Regions from separate parts of the Mus musculus genome. Here region 1 is linked to region 2. The links are chromatin contacts, called in public HiChIP or PLAC-seq maps. All regions are on one chromosome and are shown on one strand. Each heading gives the region's core, a stretch centred on a gene start, on an enhancer-like site or on the middle of the called end of the contact. The rest is flanking DNA. Distances are from core to core; before and after follow the strand shown.

Region 1 (2,828 bases), core at 71-2,570, 940 kb after region 2:
CAATGGCCTTAACAAACTACATACAGGCAAGACTTAATTTCCAAATGAGATTAATAAGCCATGCTAACGTTCTCTTCTCAATCACAGACAGGTGTGATGCTCATAGATTCAGCTGCGTTTTAGAGTTCAGGCCACACGCAAAACATTCAAGCCAGCCGAAATTAGGAGTCTGGGGGGGCCTCCGCATATCTCCCCTGGGAGTCTGAGATACAAGATACTCAGGGAAGCAGAAGCCTCCAGCTCCAGGGGGCAGATCTGTCACACACTAACCCTCTGAAACGGACTCCTTTGGTCAATGTTTGCGAAACATCCAATCCTAAACGTCCTTGTTCCCCACCCGAGGAATTAAGCTGGGGGTACAGATTTTGTTTTTACGTGAACCAGGTGGGGTTCTCAGGACCAGATGCATTTGAGAAACCATAGCCATGCCAACCGCCACCAGGAAGCGGGTTTGTCTCTGGACTACGAGTGTGCACACGGCCCGCTCAAGCCCATGGCATAAGAAGGGAGAGGACAGTGGTCCACGCAGTATCCCGGCTTGCTCTGCGGAGCACTCCTGCCAGCTCTCGGCTGAAGGCGACCAGAGCCCTGTGCTCCTGTCACTGCTGTATGTGTCTATATACGTGTCACGCCCTTCGCTAGTTCTTAAATCAACAGGCGGGTGGAAGAAGCGCCCTGTTTCCTACGCGAGCAACTTTGCGGAGTCCTGGACGCCCAGTTTTGATCCTGGGTGTGTCCCACCTCCGACTCTTCTCTGAAGCCCGGCCCTTGCGTGAAGACCCGGGAGTACGCCCCAGCTCCCCCCTCGGAAACCCACAGCCCTCCGCCGGGCCCGGCTTACCCAGGCTGGCAAATGCTGGCCCCGCAGCTCACGGCTGATGAACTCGCGCTCGTGCTCCAGGAATTCGAAGGCGGCCTCCAAGCGCCCCAGCTTCCCGCGGCGGTTCCGGCGCCACCACATCCAGAGCAGGGCGCCAAGCAGCAGCCAGGTGACGCTGAGCCCCAGGTAGCCCGCCAGGTAGACCGGTGCCAGGTAGAAAAGGACGCGCGCCACGAAGCTGTAGAGCTCGGGCAGTAGCTGGCCCGACAGGCGCGGTCCGGGGTCCCGCGAGCGCTGGCCTCTCTCCGGGACGTCAGGACCGCCGGGCGCGCTCGGGGCGCAGGGCTCCTCCGGCTGCATCTCGCTGTCGCCGGCTTGTCCTCTCTAGAAGCTTCACCCCAGCTCAGGTTGGTGCACCCCCTATGCCGGCGCACATCTGTCCTCAAGGCACGAGGACTCCGCAGCCGCGCAGCTCCTGCTCCGCCAGCCTCTCCAAGCTCTGAGCTCGGGTTCTACCAGCTCCGGACTGCGGAGTCTGGGCATAAGGCCAGAGGGGTGGAGCTCTGGCAGGCAGGGAAATCCGGAAGTCTCCGCCACCAGGGGCGTGCCCAGGTGAAAAGGGGCGGGGTCAACCCGATGAGGCCTTGAGGGCATCCTGGGATCCCACTGTCTGGCATAAATGTCAACAGAAGGGGTGCAGTTGTCATTTGGGGTGAGCTAAGCGTTACTCTTCACATCAACCCAACACGGGTAAACATCACCTAAAACCTGTTCCTTACACACAGTATCATCTGGACTTTTTGCGGGGTGTCCTAGGCCAGCACTGCGTTGGATCTGACCCAAAGTCTGGGACCACTCCCAGCTGGTCCTTAAAGCCTTGCTTTTCTCTCTTAAACTATTTGTTACTTAAGCCATCTGGACCCAGCTCCCAGCACAGTCAAACTGAGCTTAGGGACCATTCTCTACCCCACCCCCACTCCCATCCTCAGCGTCATTTTAAAAACCCTGTCTGCAGGGGAGTTGGTCAGTGCCTTTCCTTTCTGGGACTGGGAGCGTCCAGGAAACCGGCCATCTTCACTCATAGTCATTTACTCTCTCTTGGTGCACCCAGAGAGGGCAAGCGACCTGCGAATGGAAAAAGAAAGAGGAAGCCAGCCTTGAGGTGCTTCGGAATCTATGAGCCTTCTGCTTTCGTGTCGCCCAGGCCGAACGATCAGACCAAGAGAAGCAAGGCTCCGTAAATTCAGACAGTGACTCACCTTGCGGATGGCACAGATTGTAGGCGCCTATACAGGAGATCACAGAAATGGACGGATGGTGAGACAGAGTCAAGAGGAGAACAGGCCTGATTTGGGGTAATTTCATTCTCTTTCCACAATCGTTGAAAGGCTTAGCCCCATGAACAATCAAAAGATGAGTGTGTTCTCTTTCTTGCACCCTTCCCCGCTTCCTATCTCTTCCTCTGGATAAAATTACTTGCTGCAAGGGGTTGGAGAGATGGCTCCTCGGCTAGAACTCTTACTGCTCAAGCAGAGGACACTAATTCAGGTCCCAGCACATACAAGAGGCTCGCCAAGTTCAAATAACTCCAGCTCCAGGGGATGGTCTTGGATACCACATTCATACATATAATTTTAAATTAAGAATAAATCTCCAAAAACTTATTTATCAGAGTAAGGTTTTACAACAATGGGAATGCTGCCGGAGGTCAGAATACCTGAATCTCCTTCCTCTGCTCTTGGTCATCTTCTTCTCAGGCTACCCTGGGATATCAACCACAAAGCCCCTCCTTCCAAGTGCCTTTGAAGAGTCCGCTGCATTCAAATCTTACTAAAGTTTCTGAGAAGTCCTACAGACAAAGGCTGGTAAACAGAATTTAACCCTATGTTGCTCTAATGATTCCCTATGGAACCCATTCCTCAAGACATTTCTCTCTTGATTGGCGCAGCTCAACAGAAGCTAACAGGCTTCTGAGGCTATGTGTCAGGGACCCAGAGCTGTCTCCAGC
Region 2 (3,122 bases), core at 434-2,933:
CACACCCACCAGAGATTCTTCTTGTTCCAAGAGGTACAGGCAGAATAATGGCCCTCTCAAAGGCGCTGGGGAGCTAACCTTGAGACCTGCAAATGTGTCCCTGCTGTGGTTTGGATAACTGAGCCCCGTCACAAGTCCCCAGTGCTTCTCTCTCCTCCCTAGCCACCACTACATAGGAGTGCCACGTGCTCCTATGCATCCCACTGTACACACACAAGCACTGGCTTGCTGCTCTTGACCTTGGCACTCATGTTCTTAGGACCAGGGAATGAAGAAATCCCAGTTAGGAGTATCTATTGCAGGCTGCCATAAACAAGCCTGCCCCTTTATTCCCTCTGCTTGCTGACTGTCCCCTAACTCCCCCCTCCTCTCTTCTTTCCTTCCCACTCCATGCTCACCCTCCCCTGGACCCCCTTGACACTCCCTTGATTCTGCCTGACCTGAAGCTCTAGCAAGAGTCACCTTCTTTAAGGAGCTCTCCTTGATCCCCAGCACCCCCCAGAGGCCTCCCATCTCTGATGTTCTCTCCCCCGTTGTTTCTCTGTGATTACACATCACAGGTAACCCCTGAGTCACACAGAAGAGCACTTGAAACCAGCTCTTACAGAATCCAGTGAGCAGAAGGAGCATCAGCAGACAGAGAGCCAACGTAGTGCCCACAGCATCCATGGAGTGCTTTGCACTGCAGTAACTCAAAACAGGGGGTCTGCCCTAAAGCCCACACAGGCAATCTGATGCTGCAACAAGAACAGTCAGCAGCTATGACCCTTGTAGTTGCAGATGTTTACCTTCCTGGTTCCCAGGTTGGTATCGCCCCCAGGAGGTACTGAATCATTGGAGGATGAATGGGCAGAGTGTGTGGGAGGCAGGCTTTCACATTTCAAAGTCCTCTCTTCACCTTTATCCTCAGTGCCCACTGCTCTGACTTCCTGATAGAGACATGTGTAGTTATCCTCTGCCTCTGGCTCTTACAGTCTTTCTGTCCCGTCTTCAGAGTCTTAGGAGGAGGGCTGTGTGGTATAGATACCCCATTGAAGACTGCCCCAGAGCCATTCCTGCCTGTAGGCTGTCATGCTCCCCACACGACAGCAACAGACTCATATCATTCTAAGCCAATAGTAAACCCTTCTATAAGTTGCCTTTGTTTTATCACAACAAGAGAAAGCCTAACTCACTGGTTCTCAACCTTCTTAATGCCGCGACCCTTTAATACAGTTCCTCATGTTGTGGTGAACCCACCCCCCACCCCACCCCCACACACAATCACATTTCGTTGCTACTTTATAACTGTAAGTTTGTTACTGTTGTGAATTGTAATGTAAATATCTGTGTTTTCCAATGGTCTTAGGCCACCCCTATGAAAGGGTCATTTGACACATACACCACCGCCCCCTTCCCCACAAAGGGGTCACCATCCACAGGTGATACCCCGACTACCACAGAAAGCCTCCTAGGAGATCTAGAAGAGCGGGAGCTCTTGGATCTATTTAGGGCACTAGACAAAGAGACAGGCAGAGACGGTAAACTAACTGACTAGTGTGCTGTGTGCTCAGCAAACCAGCTCAGAGTAAAGGTCGAGAGACCAGGAGATGGCCAAAGTGGTCAGGGGAAGAAGGAGTGGCTAGAGCTGTGTCCTCCCTGATGAATAGCAGAGACCTGGAGCAACCTCTGTCCAGAACATAAGGATCCACTCTCAGCTCAGCAACAGACCAGGGCTTACTGTCCCTACTGTGTGTCAAGCACTACATGAGACTTTGGCATAAACCATCTCAGGAGGTTCATCTCAGGGCACAAAGGGAAGTGGCTGGAGAGGATGAAGGACTTTGGACTTGTTGGGGAGTGGATGGTGGAAGAAACGTTTGCTTAGCTTTCAAGCCTCCAGAGACCCAAACCTCCATTCCAGTGAATCAGGATGACAACGAAGCTGTGTGCCTTGGCTGCCCCTCACACAATGTCTTACACTAGATGATTTGGGCCAAAGTGCCTGAAGAAGTGGCTTCCCACACCTTTACCTTACACAGGCCTGGGACAGGCAGTCTTGACTGCCCAACCTGAGTTCTGTACTAACTGGGGAGGGGACACAGGGCCAGGATCTAGATAACAATCGGATGCCCTGAGCATGCCAGAGCAGACAAAGGACAGACCAAGGCTGTGATGGGAATCCAACTGTGGCCCTCAACCAGGGTGGGTGTGTGTGTGTGTGTGTGTGTGTGTGTGTGTGTGTGTGTGTGTTTTCTAACCCCAGAACTTAAAAATATCTGGAGATATCTTTGCAGAACTTTAGGGGACCAGGACCAGCAGTGCTACTGAAAATCTTCTAAGATTCATTTCGATAAGGCTGAGGATGAGAGTCCCTGGTGTTCAGCAAGAGAGTCCCTGAGAGAGTAAGGAGGGCTAAAATTCCAACCTTTCTCCCAGAGGACACTTGCCTACCCTGATGGTGTGCCCTTTAGTCATTTAGCTGGGGGAGGCATGGTTCTGCACTGAGAAGAAAGCATACCAGATCTCATTCCACAGGCTCCTAGGCTCTGATCTGTTGGGGGGAGGGGGGGAATTTAAAGAAATATTTAGTCTTTAGTAGGTCAAAAGGTCAGACACTGAATGTCATCTCTTTGTAACACACAGGTAGCAGGTGAGAAGGGATAAAGGTCTTCACTGCTACTGTTGCCAATGGCAACAAGGATCAGAAGCCACGGAACACGCCCACCCCCTCCCCCACCCCCTCCCCGACCCAGGTAAATAGGAGCTGAAGCTAGTAATAGAAGCTTACAGAAATACTGGGGAGTCTTTCCGTGCACAGGTATGGAAAGGGCCCAGAATATATTAACTGAAAAAAAAAAAAAACCACAAACTGTAAATTCCAGAAAAGGTCTGTGCTTTCCTTTCCTGGAAGAAGACAGAACCACACGATCCCGCAGAATAGTGTCAGTCCACACGCGCAAAAAGCCTTGGGTCTCTGACCACCACCGTGCATGGGTTCACCTGGAGCGCTTTCTTGTCCAGTGCATATTTAATACCACCAACTTCGCATCATTTCCTGGGAGAGCTGTGGGTAGTTGCTCTGCTCTTCATCCCTAGAGTTAAAACATCAGCTTCCTAGGAACTGGCCAGGCCACGGATGC

Evidence for each region. HiChIP or PLAC-seq counts read pairs in DNA pulled down with a chosen protein or histone mark.
Region 1: a contact with region 2 is called in an HNF4G HiChIP or PLAC-seq map of pancreatic cancer cells. The contact joins the promoter of Esyt3 here to the promoter of Rbp1 in region 2. A contact is called at or near these places in 1 of 39 promoter capture datasets (liver) and 1 of 115 datasets of contacts at active chromatin or transcription factors (pancreatic cancer cells).

What each region holds. Positions count from the first base shown.
Region 1 is chr9:99,357,210-99,360,037 of GRCm38.p6, forward strand. It overlaps Esyt3 (extended synaptotagmin-like protein 3), which reads right to left and starts at 1,321. Exons shown (of 23, transcript NM_177775.3): 1 at 842-1,321. The coding sequence starts at 1,180.
Region 2 is chr9:98,421,278-98,424,399 of GRCm38.p6, forward strand. Rbp1 (retinol binding protein 1, cellular) reads left to right here and starts at 1,684. Exons shown (of 4, transcript NM_011254.5): 1 at 1,684-3,122.